Regions from separate parts of the Mus musculus genome. Here all the other regions are linked to region 1. The links are chromatin contacts, called in public Hi-C maps. All regions are on one chromosome and are shown on one strand. Each heading gives the region's core, a stretch centred on a gene start, on an enhancer-like site or on the middle of the called end of the contact. The rest is flanking DNA. Distances are from core to core; before and after follow the strand shown. Region 1 overlaps Camk1d (calcium/calmodulin-dependent protein kinase ID). Region 2 overlaps Cdc123 (cell division cycle 123). Region 3 overlaps Cdc123 (cell division cycle 123).

The links. Hi-C and Micro-C count contacts between places; a contact is called where the count stands out from the background.
Region 2: a Hi-C map of liver shows a contact between it and region 1, with 2.0 times the contacts expected there. The contact joins two enhancer-like sites. A contact is called at or near these places in 3 of 15 datasets of contacts at CTCF or cohesin (the NIH/3T3 cell line, large pre-B cells and pro-B cells), 52 of 484 Hi-C or Micro-C datasets (the AML12 cell line, CD4 T cells, CD8 T cells and 34 more), 5 of 115 datasets of contacts at active chromatin or transcription factors (the HPC-7 cell line, embryonic stem cells, fibro-adipogenic progenitors and 1 more) and 3 of 9 other capture datasets (adipose tissue, embryonic stem cells and liver).
Region 3: a contact with region 1 is called in a Hi-C map of the G1E-ER4 cell line, with 4 times the contacts expected there. The contact joins two enhancer-like sites. A contact is called at or near these places in 1 of 39 promoter capture datasets (the C10 cell line), 5 of 15 datasets of contacts at CTCF or cohesin (CD8 T cells, the NIH/3T3 cell line, large pre-B cells and 2 more), 144 of 484 Hi-C or Micro-C datasets (the 3T3-L1 cell line, 3T3-L1-derived adipocytes, the AML12 cell line and 87 more), 13 of 115 datasets of contacts at active chromatin or transcription factors (the HPC-7 cell line, acute myeloid leukemia, astrocytes and 7 more) and 3 of 9 other capture datasets (adipose tissue, embryonic stem cells and liver).

What each region holds. Positions count from the first base shown.
Region 1 is chr2:5,453,936-5,458,572 of GRCm38.p6, reverse strand. All of the region lies in intron 2 of Camk1d (calcium/calmodulin-dependent protein kinase ID), which reads left to right. Among named protein-coding and RNA genes, the nearest start is that of Gm36853, 26 kb to the left of the region's middle. Within about 2 kb of position 2,237, at least 13 of the 459 cell types and tissues checked have an H3K27ac peak or open chromatin away from gene starts, as enhancers often do. A contact at or near this core is called in the G1E-ER4 cell line and liver, where this site is marked.
Region 2 is chr2:5,820,708-5,825,344 of GRCm38.p6, reverse strand. Cdc123 (cell division cycle 123) reads left to right here. Exons shown (of 13, transcript NM_133837.5): 5 at 2,148-2,243; 6 at 3,963-4,069. Among named protein-coding and RNA genes, the nearest start is that of Gm29984, 2.5 kb to the left of the region's middle. Within about 2 kb of position 2,659, at least 8 of the 459 cell types and tissues checked have an H3K27ac peak or open chromatin away from gene starts, as enhancers often do. A contact at or near this core is called in liver, where this site is marked.
Region 3 is chr2:5,801,815-5,806,451 of GRCm38.p6, reverse strand. Cdc123 (cell division cycle 123) reads left to right here. Exons shown (of 13, transcript NM_133837.5): 9 at 1,419-1,541; 10 at 2,477-2,505. Among named protein-coding and RNA genes, the nearest start is that of Gm29984, 21 kb to the left of the region's middle. Within about 2 kb of position 1,876, at least 52 of the 459 cell types and tissues checked have an H3K27ac peak or open chromatin away from gene starts, as enhancers often do. A contact at or near this core is called in the G1E-ER4 cell line, where this site is marked.

The sequences.
Region 1 (4,637 bases), core at 988-3,487:
CTTTTCTCCTTCTCCCTGAGCCTGGCTCACTGGCCATGGCCCAGGACACAGGATACCCCTGGGGTACCGAGGAAGACACTGGACCAGGCTCTGTAGCTGTGTGCTCAGGCTGTCTTGTGATATCTACCTTCAGCCTGTGTTTATGAGCTGGCCCAGGGGCCACCTGGCTTTGTGTCTCCTCTCTCTGCCTTCACTGCTCCACCCCATGTCTGGCACTCCTCCACACTCTCTGGATGTGTTAGGAAGCCGGCTCTATGGGTTTTATATACGCTCTGCACATACTGCGTGCTATGCGGCTGCTCCAGGCAGCAGACTTGGAGAGAAGCACGGGAACAGCCACAGGTCTGCTTTCCTTGCCCACCTGCCCCCTCCACTGCTCCACTCTGAAGTGTGAACAGGGTACTCCCTGTGTCCTTGTCCCTCTTCCCCTGAGAGGTGTCACAGTCCAGTGCTATCTTGGGAAGAACCACTCCCCTGGGCAGAGCTGATCATATTTTGTATCCAGATGTTAAATCCATGAGTGAGGCCAGCTCTTGTCCCAAGAATAGAAAGAGAGAGAGGCAGAGGGAGCGGGAGGGGGAGGGGGAGAGGGAGAGAGAGAATTAAACAGGAAAAATATATAAACAAAACCAAAAAATGAACGAACACTAGATGGTCTCTCCACCTCCACATCCTTCGAGCAGATCCCCACACTGCCAGTCTTGAGTCCCCAGGTTTCTCCCTTAATTGTCTCAGATGAGCCATGTCACTCGTAAGTCCTCCCATAGCTTCCCGATTCTTCCTGATGACCTTGATCCTCAGAGGTGACCTAGTTTTTCTAAGGCTCCTTTCTGTATGGTTTCTGCTTCTTACCCCTCAAGTGTTCTTTGATTCTTTTGCCTGCCATGTTCTCTACCTGCAGTGGAATAAGTGCGGCTGGCCATTCACCTGCCACAGCATTGTGCGTGTGAGCTTAAGGGGTGGAAAATTTCCATACAGGCATATGCATTTGTTTATGTGTATTGGCATCTCCTCACCTCTTCCCTATCCTCATAGTTGTATTGCTGGCTTCTTGAAATTATTTAAAATTACTGTTGGGTTTTAAATAAATCCTAAATAAGAGGGGGGATTTAAAAGAACCCCAACCTCTCTCTCCCTCTCTCTCTCTCTCTCTCTCTTATCTGTCTGTCTGTCTGTCTGTCTGTCTGTAGGTCAGAGGTTAACATCACATGTCTTGCTCTACTGTTCTCTATGTTATTTTTTGAGGCAAGATCTCTTATGAACCTGGAGCCTCCCCATAGTGTGATGGTTGAATAAGAGTGGCCACATAGGCTCATATATTTGACTGCTCAGTCATCAGGGAGTAATACTACTTGAGAAGGATTAGGAGGTGTGGTCTTGTAGGAAGTGTGTCAATGGAGGTGAGCTTTGGGGTTTTAGGAGCTCAAGCCAGACCCAGTGTCATTCTCTGAACTTGAGCACTGGTTCAGCTAGCCTGACTGACCAGTGGACTGCATGGACTCACCTGTTTCTACTTCCCCAGTTAGACACACTACCATGCCCAGGTTTGACAAGGGTCCTGGGTATCTGAACTCAAGACCTTGTGCTTACACAGCAAGCACATTATCCACTGAGCCATCTCCCAATCCTTGAAGATAACTTTTTGAGAATTAGGGCAGAACTTGCCTTTGTATTGAAATGTATCAGTAACAACTGTCTTGGGGCATAGTTTTTAAATTGAATTTCTAAATTGTTTTATCAATATTACTCCCTTCCCTCTGTTTATTTTGTTTGTCTTGTCTTTAGTTTTTAGTAGTAGATTGTTTTATTGGTGGTGGTTTTGCTGGGAATCAAACCCAGAGTCTTGCCTGTGCTAGGCAAATACCCTATCATAGAGCCCTGATAGCAGAACATGTTTTAAAGCTGTTGAACAGAATCCAGTACCTAGACAGGGAAGTACACTATGTATCAGTGTGAATTTTTGACTTCTGATTTTACATTGTCTATGGTAAATTCTGCTAGTGCAGACAATAGATACGTTGGTGGTCTCAGGGTCTGCACTGAATTTTCTAAAATATTTGGGAAACCAGAAGACCATAAAAACAAGATAGGAAAACACCAGGGAAAGTGGGTGTAATGACGTCTGGTGCTCAGGGAGGCAAAGATCTTTCTGCCTGGCTGCTGTGATAAGGTAAGGCACTGCCACTGCACCCAGTGGCCTGTGTGTGACCTCAGCCTGGCCCAGATCACCTTGGCTTTTGGCTTACAGACTGTGATCATCTGAGTCTGCCAGCTGCTCTGCTGAACAGGAGAGCAGTGAGTGTCACACTCCTCTTGTCTGGTTCCCTGGGTGTCATTGTCAGGGTTCCATATGGCAGCTTGGTTTTATGTCCCCTTTCCTCATGGGACTGTTAAGTTATGAATTTCTCTTGAAACTCTGAAATTTCTCTCTCTCCCCTCCCCCTCTCTCTGGTGTGTGTGCGTGTGTCTGTATGTTTGTATACACACACACACACACACACACACACAAGCAAGAGAGAGAGAGAGAGAGAGAGAGAGAGAGAGAGAGAGAGAGAGAGAGAGAGAGAAAAGACCAGAGGATAGCTTTGAGGTTTTGTTTCTTGGTCACCCATTTACTATGCTTTTTGACACAGGGCTTCTGCTTGCCTTGATATTCCAAGTAGGCTGGGTCAGCTGCATTGGCCTGTCTCCATTTCCCTAGTGATGGGAATACAAACCTGGGCTGCCATTCCTGTTTTGTTGTTGCTTTAATATGTACTCTGGGACTTGAACTCATGGCTTTAAGCTTGCAAAGCAAGCACCTTACCAATTGAACAGTCTTCTTGGTGCCACCCCCATGGGATTTCTAGAAATCTAGGTGAATAGCAGCCAGTTGATTTTTCACAAACTGTTTATAGTGTCCTGAGTATGTTGTAAGCAGTGCTTAAGCTGGCCCTGAGATACTTCCTAAGAGCTAATATCCTTTGGGTCCTGGTCTTTTATTATCAGGGCACCACCAAACTATAAACTCAGAACTGCTTCAGCACACTCAGCCACCCGGTACTGCGAAGCCAAGAGGTGAGGTCTGTAGCAAGCTTCTTTTGAAAACTCTGGGACAAAGCAAAACCCGATTCTAATCGCGACGCTAATCTCAGCTCCAAAGAAACTCGCTGCTACTTTCCCAAAAAAGAACAGAGGACCTTGTGCTTCTTGTACACTCAATGGAAATGATAAGAAAAACAGATATGAGATTAAAAACAAACATAGAGCTAATCACGAAACATGCTCATTAATACCTGACATATAGTTGCCTGAAAGAGGTTCTCACTCATTAGAATGTGCCAGGTTCTCTGCAGCCTGGTCTGACCCAGACAGACTGGGTGACATCATTAATTACCAAAATGCAAAAGTCAAGGAACAGCGGATCCAGCAGCTTGGATCCAGTGTGGGCACATTCCTAGAACACCAAGGCCTGTCGCAGTGGGAACGTTGGTCCTCTAAGTCTGCAAAGCCACAGGCATTAGGCAAGTGTTCAAAACAGACTTCCCTCTGCTCTGCTTCTCTTCTTCTTCATTTTTTTATTTGACAGTTCGCTAACTGCTCTCTAAATAAATGTCACCCTATTCCATCTGCTTTGTCAGAATGCCTATGATCGTACTCGGGTCCCAGCTGCCTTGCATCTCCTGTGAAAAGAGGCGGTCGCCCTGGGACCTCCTCTTCTCAGGACGCCTGGGTCTCTGTGGTCCTGTGGAAGGTCCTGCCTCCTGTTGGGCCATGTTTCTGAGCCTGTGCTTAGGCAGCTAATAGTCTGAAGTCATCCTGGGGTCTGTGAAACCAAGAGTGGTGTGAATGTGGCTCATCAGTGACGAGAAAATAATGGGTTTTGGAGGGAGGGCAGAAAATGGAAACAAGAATTTTGCCCCAGGCGTTGTTTTTACCCCTTCCTCCATGTGAGTTTAAAGCAGTGTTGGCGAGGGGAAGCTTTGCGAACTCAAGCCTTCAGTGTGAGGGGTGGATGAAGTCGAGGCCTGATCTATGTCGGCAACAGTATCCCATACAGGCGAGGCTGCAGTATTCACATTTACACATCCACAGGGAACGTGAACCCAGCTTAGAAGGTGCTTTGGATACTCCATGCCCACATCAAGCAGAGCTAATAAACCCCCCTGAGGGGTTTGCCTCTCTTCCAAGAACACTGAACACCTTAATGGCCTCCAAGTCTCCAAGTGTCTGTTCTCAGGGTCCAAGTGCCCTGGGCACATATATTATTCTTCAAAACAGGTACCAAAAAGGCAACAATACTACCACAAAGCAGTAGTCTTGCCAAGCTTGCCTAAGAAATATTACAAACAAGCGTTGCAGGTGACCAGGTGGAACTTGTCAATGTTTCTCACTCCCCTAAGGGGGAGTAACGGGCTGGCCGTGTGGCTGGCTGTGTGGCCCTAAACTCTCCTCAGGACAGCCAGAATCTTACTGTTAGTACACGGTCTGTTGTCAAGAAAATGTATCCCCCTAGGATAACTTTATAGTGGCCACTAAACCTGAGGGCTCACCAGTCACCTAAGCATCTAAATTCTTTCTCAACTGTTTAACAACTGAGCAGTTTGTGTCCACTTAGATCATTTGAGAAGGTTTTTTGGTTTTTTGTTTGTTTTGTT
Region 2 (4,637 bases), core at 1,410-3,909, 370 kb before region 1:
CAGGGTTTTTTGCATATTGCCTAAAGTGCACACAACCCTGAAGTTAGTCCTTAGCACTGTGAAACCAAAGCAAAATGTGTGGAAATATAGCAGTCCTTACGTGCAGCACTTTGTGGAGTAGGGAAATGGACTAATTTGTCCTTGTAATTGTATCTCTTACAATTATTATTTTAATTTTTTGTGTATGGGAATTTGCTTGCACGTATGTCTGTGTACTGCATTCATGCCTGGATCTGTGGAGGCCAGAAGAAAGGGTCAGTTCTCCTGGAACTGCTGTTCCAGACAGTTGTGAGTCAGTATGTGGGTTCTGGGAAGCGAACCCAGTGCGCTTAGCCACCGAATCATCTTTGCTGCCCGGTTGTATCTTGTATGGAAATCACTGCTGATCTTAGATAAGTGAGTTCTATTGACAAAGCTCTATGGCAGCCAGATCTGCAGCTTCTGATGATTTTGAGGAAGTAATTTGCATCCTTTTGACTGGAGAGGCAGGCAAAAGGGAACTCCTAGTTCCGTTGAGGGGTAGCTTCCTGACTTGTCTAAGCTGGGTAGGTTGTAGACTAGTGGAAGAGAGATATGGGGCAGTCTGTCAAGTCTGTCAGTGAGAGCTTGTTAGCCAGCCTAGTGTCTTACTTACAGTTAACCCTTTTTAGAGTGTGCCTTGGTGTTAAAGTTCTTGCCTGGCATGCTTAGGGCCAGGGATCAAGTCTTTGCCTCAGATCAACCAATGGTTGTTTCTAATTTTAAGTTGTTTTTCATTTTAAGAGCTTGCTTTTTCTTCTCAGTTTTTTGTGGTTGTTTGTTTTGTTTTGTTTTGTTTTCTCTTCCATGGGCTAAATCTTGAAAGTCCACAGGCATCATCTGGGTTTGTACTGGGTAGGTAATTTTATAATTTTAGTTAGATTTATTTTTCAGAACCTGCAGTTGCCCAGTAGGGGGCAACAACCCCGTCTTTAGAGGCTACTGCAGTCTGGTAGTGCCACAAAGAGTTTGTTACTGCCCTTGTGTTCTGCCTCCCACTAAAGTCCATTTCCAGCCCCCTTGCTATTTACCTAGGCAGGATCTATTGGTAACCCAGCTCATCTTCCCACTGAACAGTAGTATTTCTCTTACTTCCTGGTTGAAGCAAACACTGGACGGCTTGAATTAATGTTTACACAAAAATGTCTTTTTCTAACTCTCAACCAAAAAGAAAAGGACATTTTAACTTTGTTTGTATTAGAACTTACTTGTAAATAGTAGTGTCTAGGTATAATTTATTCATCAGGTGTTTTTCATTTTCAGTGAACCTTTTGCATAAATGACCATTTAAGTATGGGGTATTATTTCTGAGAACTTCCCACCGGCATCTCTTCTCTCAAAAAATAGCTCACGCTAGTCACTGTGTGAGTGTGTGTATGCGCACATACATGCCGTGTTCTCGGAGGCCGGAGGAAGATACGGGGCATCGCCCTCTGTTGCTCTTTATCTCACTGCCTTGACTCTCAGTAAACTTGGGGCTTGTCGATTCAGTTAGGGAGGCTGGCCAGTGGGCTCTTGTAATCTGCTTGTCTCTGCCCCCCAATGCTGAGGTTACAGGCATGGGTAGCCATGTCTGCTTTTGTACTGCGGGGTTAAACCTGGGTCCTCATGCTTGCTGTGCTAAGCACACACATCCACTGCCTTATCCCCACCCCTTCTTCCCACCCTTGCCCAGACCTTAGTAGACAGAGCATCGTGTAGCAGCTATTGGCCTTGAACTTTCTGTCTAGTCAAGGCTGTCCTGAGCTCCTGGTCCCTGCCTGTCCTTGACATGTGCTGGGTTACAGGGATATGCCTCTCACTTGGCTCAGATGCTGGCATTAGGTAAGGATTCAGAAAAGACCACTGAGTTGCTCCTCCCGAACCACACACTTGGTGACATCTGTGTTTTCAGAGACGTGTGGGTTCGGAAAGTACCATTTAAGAAGTTGATGATTTTATTCCTCTTTCTGGTAAATACTACTTTCTTGGTGATTTTATTTAATTGAGAGCAGGAATAAGAACAATAATTTGCATTATATATAATTCTGGTTTTGATACCCTAACTGAAACATTGAAATGTTGATCATGATTTCTGTGACTCTTCTAATGGTGTTGACTTGCTCACGACCTGTTCTCTGTCTCTCTAGGCACCAGAGTTTCCTGAGTTCAACACTCAAGTCCAAGAAGCTATCAATTCGCTGGGGGGTAGTGTCTTCCCTAAGCTTAACTGGAGTGCCCCAAGGGTAGGAAGATGTAAAGAAATCTCACTATTTGAGTAGTTGTTTGTTTTGTTCTGTATTCATTTTATATTCCCTCCGAGCATCTAATGTACCTTCCATTACATTCTTAATTTCAGGGAAAGCACTGTTGAGATTATTATATTTTTCCTCTGTTGTTTTATTCTTCTGATTTTGCTGTTTGTACTTTCTACGAAATACTGTGCATTCTGCCAAAAGACAATTTGACCTCTTGTGTTGCCAATTGTACTAGGATTCTGGGTATGTTCGTAGTCTGCATTATTTAAAACTTCACCCTCTCAGTTGAGCAAGGTTTTCTCTATTGAAAAGTACAATAAATATGGTGGCCCAGAGAGATAGCTCAGTGGGTAAAAGTGCCTGCCATCTAGCCAGATGACCTGAGTTCATTCCAGGGACCCACGAGGCAGGAGAGAACTGAGTGTTGAAAGTTGTCCTCTAACCTTGCATACACAGACACACACAGACACAGACACGCTTGTACACAGTGGCAGGGATCCAGTTTTGTTTCTCCGCATATTCGGTGTTTGCCATGACCGTCCTTTTGCAAACACCCTGTCCTTACCTGAGGCATACTACTACAATTAATAACATCTTCCCATTCCATGTTTTGCCATCCTTAGAGTTAAGAGTTGCATTATTTTTTATTCAGCTGTGTGGTTTGCTGTGTACATACTGATGTTTTTGTGGGATTAAATATGATTTGGGTATACTTTCTTTAACTAGAAGTTTATTGTCTTTTTTTATTGGGAGAAATTATAAAGATATCATGTAGAGGTTTTTTAAATTCATTTTTAGTTTCTCAGGCAACTTTTCATCTACATGAATAATGTTTGAAATTTTCTTTGTTTCCACTTAAGATAGGAAGATTATTTCTGGTTGTAAATTCCTTATGCACCTGTTCATTTGTTTATGGAATGACTTGTATACACCAGTGCTTTCTTCCATGCAGTGTGGGTAATGGGACAGTTTTGGTAGTTATTGGTGTTTTCCATTGTGTATTTTAGCCTGTGTCTGAGCTGTCTATAGAAGTGTGACTTTATCACACTGCGTTGGGCCCGGTTACTTTACGTCCACATGTCCGGTGCAGCCCTGCTTTGGGTTGTGGTGGTGAAACTGTTTGACTTATTCCTTCCTGATCAGATGAACAGGGTCTTGACTGCCCTGAGCATCCAAGTTCAGGTGCTCGTCGGTTGGTCTCCCCAATCAGGGAGGCTGGAAATGACTGCTTTCACTGTGGAGAGCAGCTGATTCTTCACCACGTGAATCTTCGCCCTGACCTGTGTGACTTCATTAACCTTCCTTCCATCTTATCGTGAAAAACGCCCTGGTCTAAATGTGTGGGTCCTCCTATCTCAGTGTGCATAACTACACTTTTTTGAAAAAAAAAATTATACTCATTTGTTTTGTGGGTGGGTATACTTGTGTGTGCATTTTTGGAAGAGGACAATTTGTGGGACGTGGTTCTCTTCTCCCGTGTGTGGCGCAGTATTGCAGTCAGTGGTCAAAGCTGGTGGGAAGTGCCTTTGCCTGCTGAGCCATCTTGGTCCTCAGCGTACATGGCTGGGTGTCTAGCATGGGCTGATCATGCTGTTTGTTGAGAAGTGTAATTTGACCCTGGAGGCGCTGTGCACTGGTGCTCTCTCATCTGTGTGCCTGGGCTGCACTCGCTGGGTGTGTCGTAACTCATACATGTTTATTGTTTAGGATGCGTACTGGATAGCGATGAACAGTTCCCTGAAGTGTAAAACTCTCAGTGATATCTTCCTGCTTTTCAAGAGTTCTGATTTCATCACCCATGACTTCACACAGCCGTAAGTGTCTTGTGAGTAGCTGCTTCCCAGTGGTGACATTCCACTCTCTCCAGGGCCGAACTGTAACAGTTCTGCATCAGGAGCTGTTTCATGGCCCTCAGATGAGTATTAGAGCAAACTTTTCTTTGTCTTTTAAATAAATTCTACACAGTGGATATGCCTGTCAAGGTTTTATATATAGTAAACATTTCAGTAATTTTCCCTGTTACAAAATTCAAGTATGTGCATAATGGTCAAATGAAATTAATAACTACTGATGAGAACAGGAAAGCATGCTGAAAAGCTCCATAAGCAGTTGTATGTAGTTTAGGTTTCTTTTCATGTGTAGATATAATGTAAATATTGCTGCTTCTGTCTGTGTAAGGACTAGTTACGTTTTTTCACATATTTTTATTTTGTATGTGTGTTTGTACAAGTGTCACGGAGAACGTGGGGGTTAGAGAACAGCTTATAGGAGTTGATTCTCTCTTAACACTGTCTGGATTCAGGGGTCAAACTCAGGTTCTCAGGCTTGGCGCCAAGTGCCTCTACCTCCTGAACCCTCTTGCCAGCCCACCCGCCTCATTTT
Region 3 (4,637 bases), core at 627-3,126, 350 kb before region 1:
CCTAAAAATTCCACCAGAATGTTTCTACACAGGAAGGTGGCGCTGTTGATCCTGTCTGGACTCTAGAGATGGAGGGACAGCTTTTACCATTCTCAACCAGTGGTTAGAAAAGTTTTGTTTTACTCCCAGTAAAGTGCTTATTGTAAAATAAACATCATCAAAAGCTAAATTTTAACAGTCTTTCCTTTTTTAAAGATTTATTTTATTTACTTGTGCATACGTGTGTTGGGGTGTGCAAATGTCCATGGAGGCCAGAAGTGTTGGATTTGCCTAGTGTTGAAGCTGTAGGGAGTCATAAGATGTCTTAATGTGGGTGCTGGAAACCAAGCTCGGGTCTCCTGTGAGACAGTATATACTCTTTGTTGTTGTTGCTGTTTTGGTTTTTTTGGTTTTTTGTTTTCGAGACAGGGTTTCTCTGTGTAGCCCTGGCTGTCCTGGAACTCACTCTGTAGACCAGGCTGGCTTCGAACTCAGAAATCCACCTGCCTCTACCGCCCAAGTGCTGGGATTAAAGGCGTGCACCACCACGCCCGGCTCAGTGTATACTCTTAACTCAGCCATCTCTCCAGGCTCCTATAATCTTTCTGTTATTAGGGCATTGTTTATTACATGAGCAGAGAAAATATATGAAACAAGTCTGTTTCTTGTCTTCTTACCTCTGAAGATATTACCCTGTTAGCTGTCACTTACTCAGGCTATGGACTGAAGTAAGTTGTTCTTTCAAAACGTTTGCCACTGTGTTTTCTGTAAGGTAAAAGTTGTGGACCAAGGGACATGTAGCTGAGCATCAGCTCACCAGTTCTCATGGAATGGATGGAATGGTGGCATTTATTCTTATAACTAAGATAAGCGTAGGTGTTCCACTGTTACATATTCCACAGTTTAAGTGTGCTAGTCACACTTGGGTGTGTGACTAAGAACTCAGAGGCCTTTCCTTACAGCAGTCTGAATTTCAGGCTCTGAAGACCAATCACCTTCCGTAAAACAAACACAGGCTGCTTTTGTGAAGGCAGGCAGGTGTGTGTGAGGGCTCTTTTACATGTTCCCACCCCACCACCACCTGGAAGAGGATAGCGATTTGAAGAGACTAGCTTTAAACATGAAAGCAGCAGGTGCATGCATGCGCACGTCTAGAATTGCTATTGGAGGTTTTACTAAGCAAGTCTTTTTGTGACTGAATCCTTTCCACCGTGCTAAATAAAATAACGACTTCCAAAATTAAGTGTGTGGCATTCTGGAGCCTAAGATGCATTTATTCATAGACCTTGGTTGCTGAGCTATTTGGTTTGAGCTGCCGTGTTCACCTGTATGGTCTTCTGGCCAGCTTCAAAAGCCTCGATCACTACCTATGGTAAATTATGTTAATTGGTGTTTTATGGGCATCATCTAGTAACAGCTACTGAACGTTTTCTTGTCAGGTATTTCTCAGAGGGATTACACACAATACTATGATCATATTTCTAAGCAAAAAGAAGAAATTTGCAGATGCATTCAAGACTTTTTCAAGGAACACCTACAGTATAAATTCTTAGATGAAGACTGTGAGTATTTGCTATTGGTGCAATGAAGTGAGACCTGGCAATGGTCGCTGAGCCTCAATAAAGTAAAGTAAAAGTTGTGGACATCACTCTGGCCTGTCTTCAATACTCAGCTCAGTGTTCTGCACCCCAGCACTTTATTATGTGACCATTGGTGTCACTGATGACTTGTGTTCATGTCACCCCATGTAATTAGATAATGTTATTCAATACCAGGGCACTTCTCTCCACGCTCGGAGAAGCTGGTGCGTTTTACCAGATCTGTCCGTGGAGAGTAGAGTGCTTCTTCTTTTTAGCTTCTGTCTGTTATCTGGGGCAGAAACGGCTGCAGAGCAAACAACTGGGGGTTGTTTTGAGGAACTGAAAGTTTGTGGTATGTAAGAGAGTTTTCAAATAGCATAGAGTTAAACCTGTGATTTATGCCTTTCTTACTTGCCAAGCCTGGGTTCCATAGCATATTTAATTTAAAAAGAAGATGAATCGTGCTGTCTGATAATTACATTCTGTGCTTTCTTATGAGACTCATTTCCCACCTCAGGTATGTGATGGGAGTGCCTTTCACTCATAATTGTCTTGGTGACAGCTTCCTCTGCCCATGCAAGCAACTATGTTGCTATTTGGTTTGTGTTTTTAAGCATGAGCAATCATTACAGTTAGACTTTTATTTCATCAATGAGTCTGTTCATTGTTGTGTTGGGCAGGTTCCTACACTGTAGTCTAACGGGCCTTGGTCCTACTTGGTTCAAGCTGGCCTTGACCCTGCAGCCGTCCTCCTACCTTAGTTTCTCTAGTGCTAGGAAGTGTGAGCCACCATAAGTATTCATGGCTAATTATATTCTGCTGTGTTTAGTAGTAAAGTATACTTGAATTTTCAAAAAGAGATTTAGATTATGAAAGCATTCGCTTATTAGTAACTGAGTTTTTTTTCTTCTTTACAGTTGTGTTCGATATATACAGGGACAGTAGGGTAAGTACTGTAGTTAACTTGCTTTAAAACCAGGAATGGTGAACACAGTACACAGCCATTAAATTTATGAAGGGTCTATTGCTCAGAAAATGTATTCTCAAGATGAAGTCTGTGAAATTCACAATGTAAGATTATTCCTTACAGTAGCATATCCAGCATGAATAAATTCAGTGTGCTTGCTTTGGTGAATTTAGCTCCAGCTGGCCTGGAATTTGTTTTTTTGTTTGTTTGGTTTGGTTTGGTTTGGTTTGGTTTGGTTTGGTTTAGTTTTCAATACTGGGCTTTTCTGTGTAGCCCTGTTTGTCCTGAAACTCACATTGTAGACCAGGCTGGCCTCAAACTTAGACATCCTCCTGTCTCTGCTTCCTGAGTACTGGCATTGAAGGTGTACACTCAGATGGAATTTGTTATGTAAATCAGGTTGGTTTTGAACTCATGACCCTCTTGCTTTTGCCTCCTGTGTGATGGGATTACAGGGTGGTCCCTAAATATAGGACCAGCAATAGAACAAGTGAATAAATGACCACTTATGTCCTTCTTCACACTTCCTGGGAGGTCTAGACCTACTAAAAATCATTCATTGTATACACTTAACAATAGAAATTTGTCATTTGGTTCTTAGGTTTTCTCAAGTCAACTAAAAGGCTCTTTGTGTGACTTGCTTAAGCAAAGATGTAAATTTGTTTACATTTATTTTTTTTTCCTTTAATAGATTTTTCATTTAAACTTTTTGAATATGTTTATATTCATATTCATGTGGGAATCCTGCGCATGAGTGTGTATATTCATGTGGGCTGTGCACATAGCCAAAGGACAACCCCAGGTGTCATCCTCAGAAATGCTGCCTGTCTCCCCTGAAGCAGCAACTCTTGTTGGCTTGGAGCTCATCAATTAAATAAAGCGGGCTGGTCAGTGGGCCTCAGGGGTCATCCTGACTCCACCTCCCAGTGCCGGGGTACAAATGTGTAACAAGCATACCTTACATTTTTTCTGTGGTTTCTGGGGATCAAACTTGGGTCCCCAGGAAGATGAGGTAAGCACTTTACAGTTGAGTTAGCTCCCTAGCCCCAGATTAACACTTTTAACTTAAATTTATTTTTTATCTAATATATAAAAACATAAATTGGATATGAATTTAATGTTTGAGTGCATGTCTGCATCATGTCCTGTTTAGTTCTGGATTCCTTACATAAGTGAACTAATCCAGGCAAAGGGCAAGTACTACATGATTTCATTCATATGGGAAACCAAAGGAGTTCCTACTCAAATGTTTGTCATCCCTTTATGGTAAGAACATTCAAAATTCTCCCGTTTCTGGCCTGAGTTTACTGAACTGACAGCACATCCTCATTGTCTGGCAGGCACCCCAGCCTCCAGGATAGGTATAAGTGTCACTAGAGACGTTGGAGGTGACAGTATCCTATCCCAGTAGTTAAATGTTGGAGGCCCCAATGGTCTCCCCTCTGTGCAGTAGCATACAGAACTTCTTATTCTTCTTTATTAACTATTGATCATCTTCTGCCACGTCGCTCCCCACACCAGCCTCTGGTAGCCGTCTTTCTACCCTTGACCCGTGGAAGATCCCTGGTTGAGTTCACATATGAATGAGATCCTGTGGTATTTGCCCTTTTTCCTGGATTAGTTCACTTACATTACGCCTCCCAGTTCATCCGCATTGCCCCAGAGTACTAGGCAGCTATGTTTCTTATTGCTCAACAGTTCTGTTGTGTGTTTGGACCACATTTTCTTTATCTATTTGTCTGCACTTCCAGGTTGTTGTGGGTAGTGTGGAAATTGAGATTGGGGGACAACTGTTCTTTCAGGTATTCACGTCTTTGGATGTATGCCCAAGAACTGGGATGCTGGGTCATATGGTGTGTCTGTTTTTAATCTCTTTATTTATTTACATTGATCGTGTGAGAACATGGACTTGAGTGTGCTTCTGTCTTTCCACCATGTGGGTTCCTGGGATCAAGCCCAGGACCTCAGGTTTGTCAGCAAGTGCCTTCAAAGGCCGAGCCTCCCTAGGAGCCTCTTTAACTTTGTAGGGCACTTGCATGCTCTTCCTCAGCTAGACTAGCTTACCTTCCTCCCCACAGTCCGTGAGGACTCCTGGTCCCCAGATCCTTGCC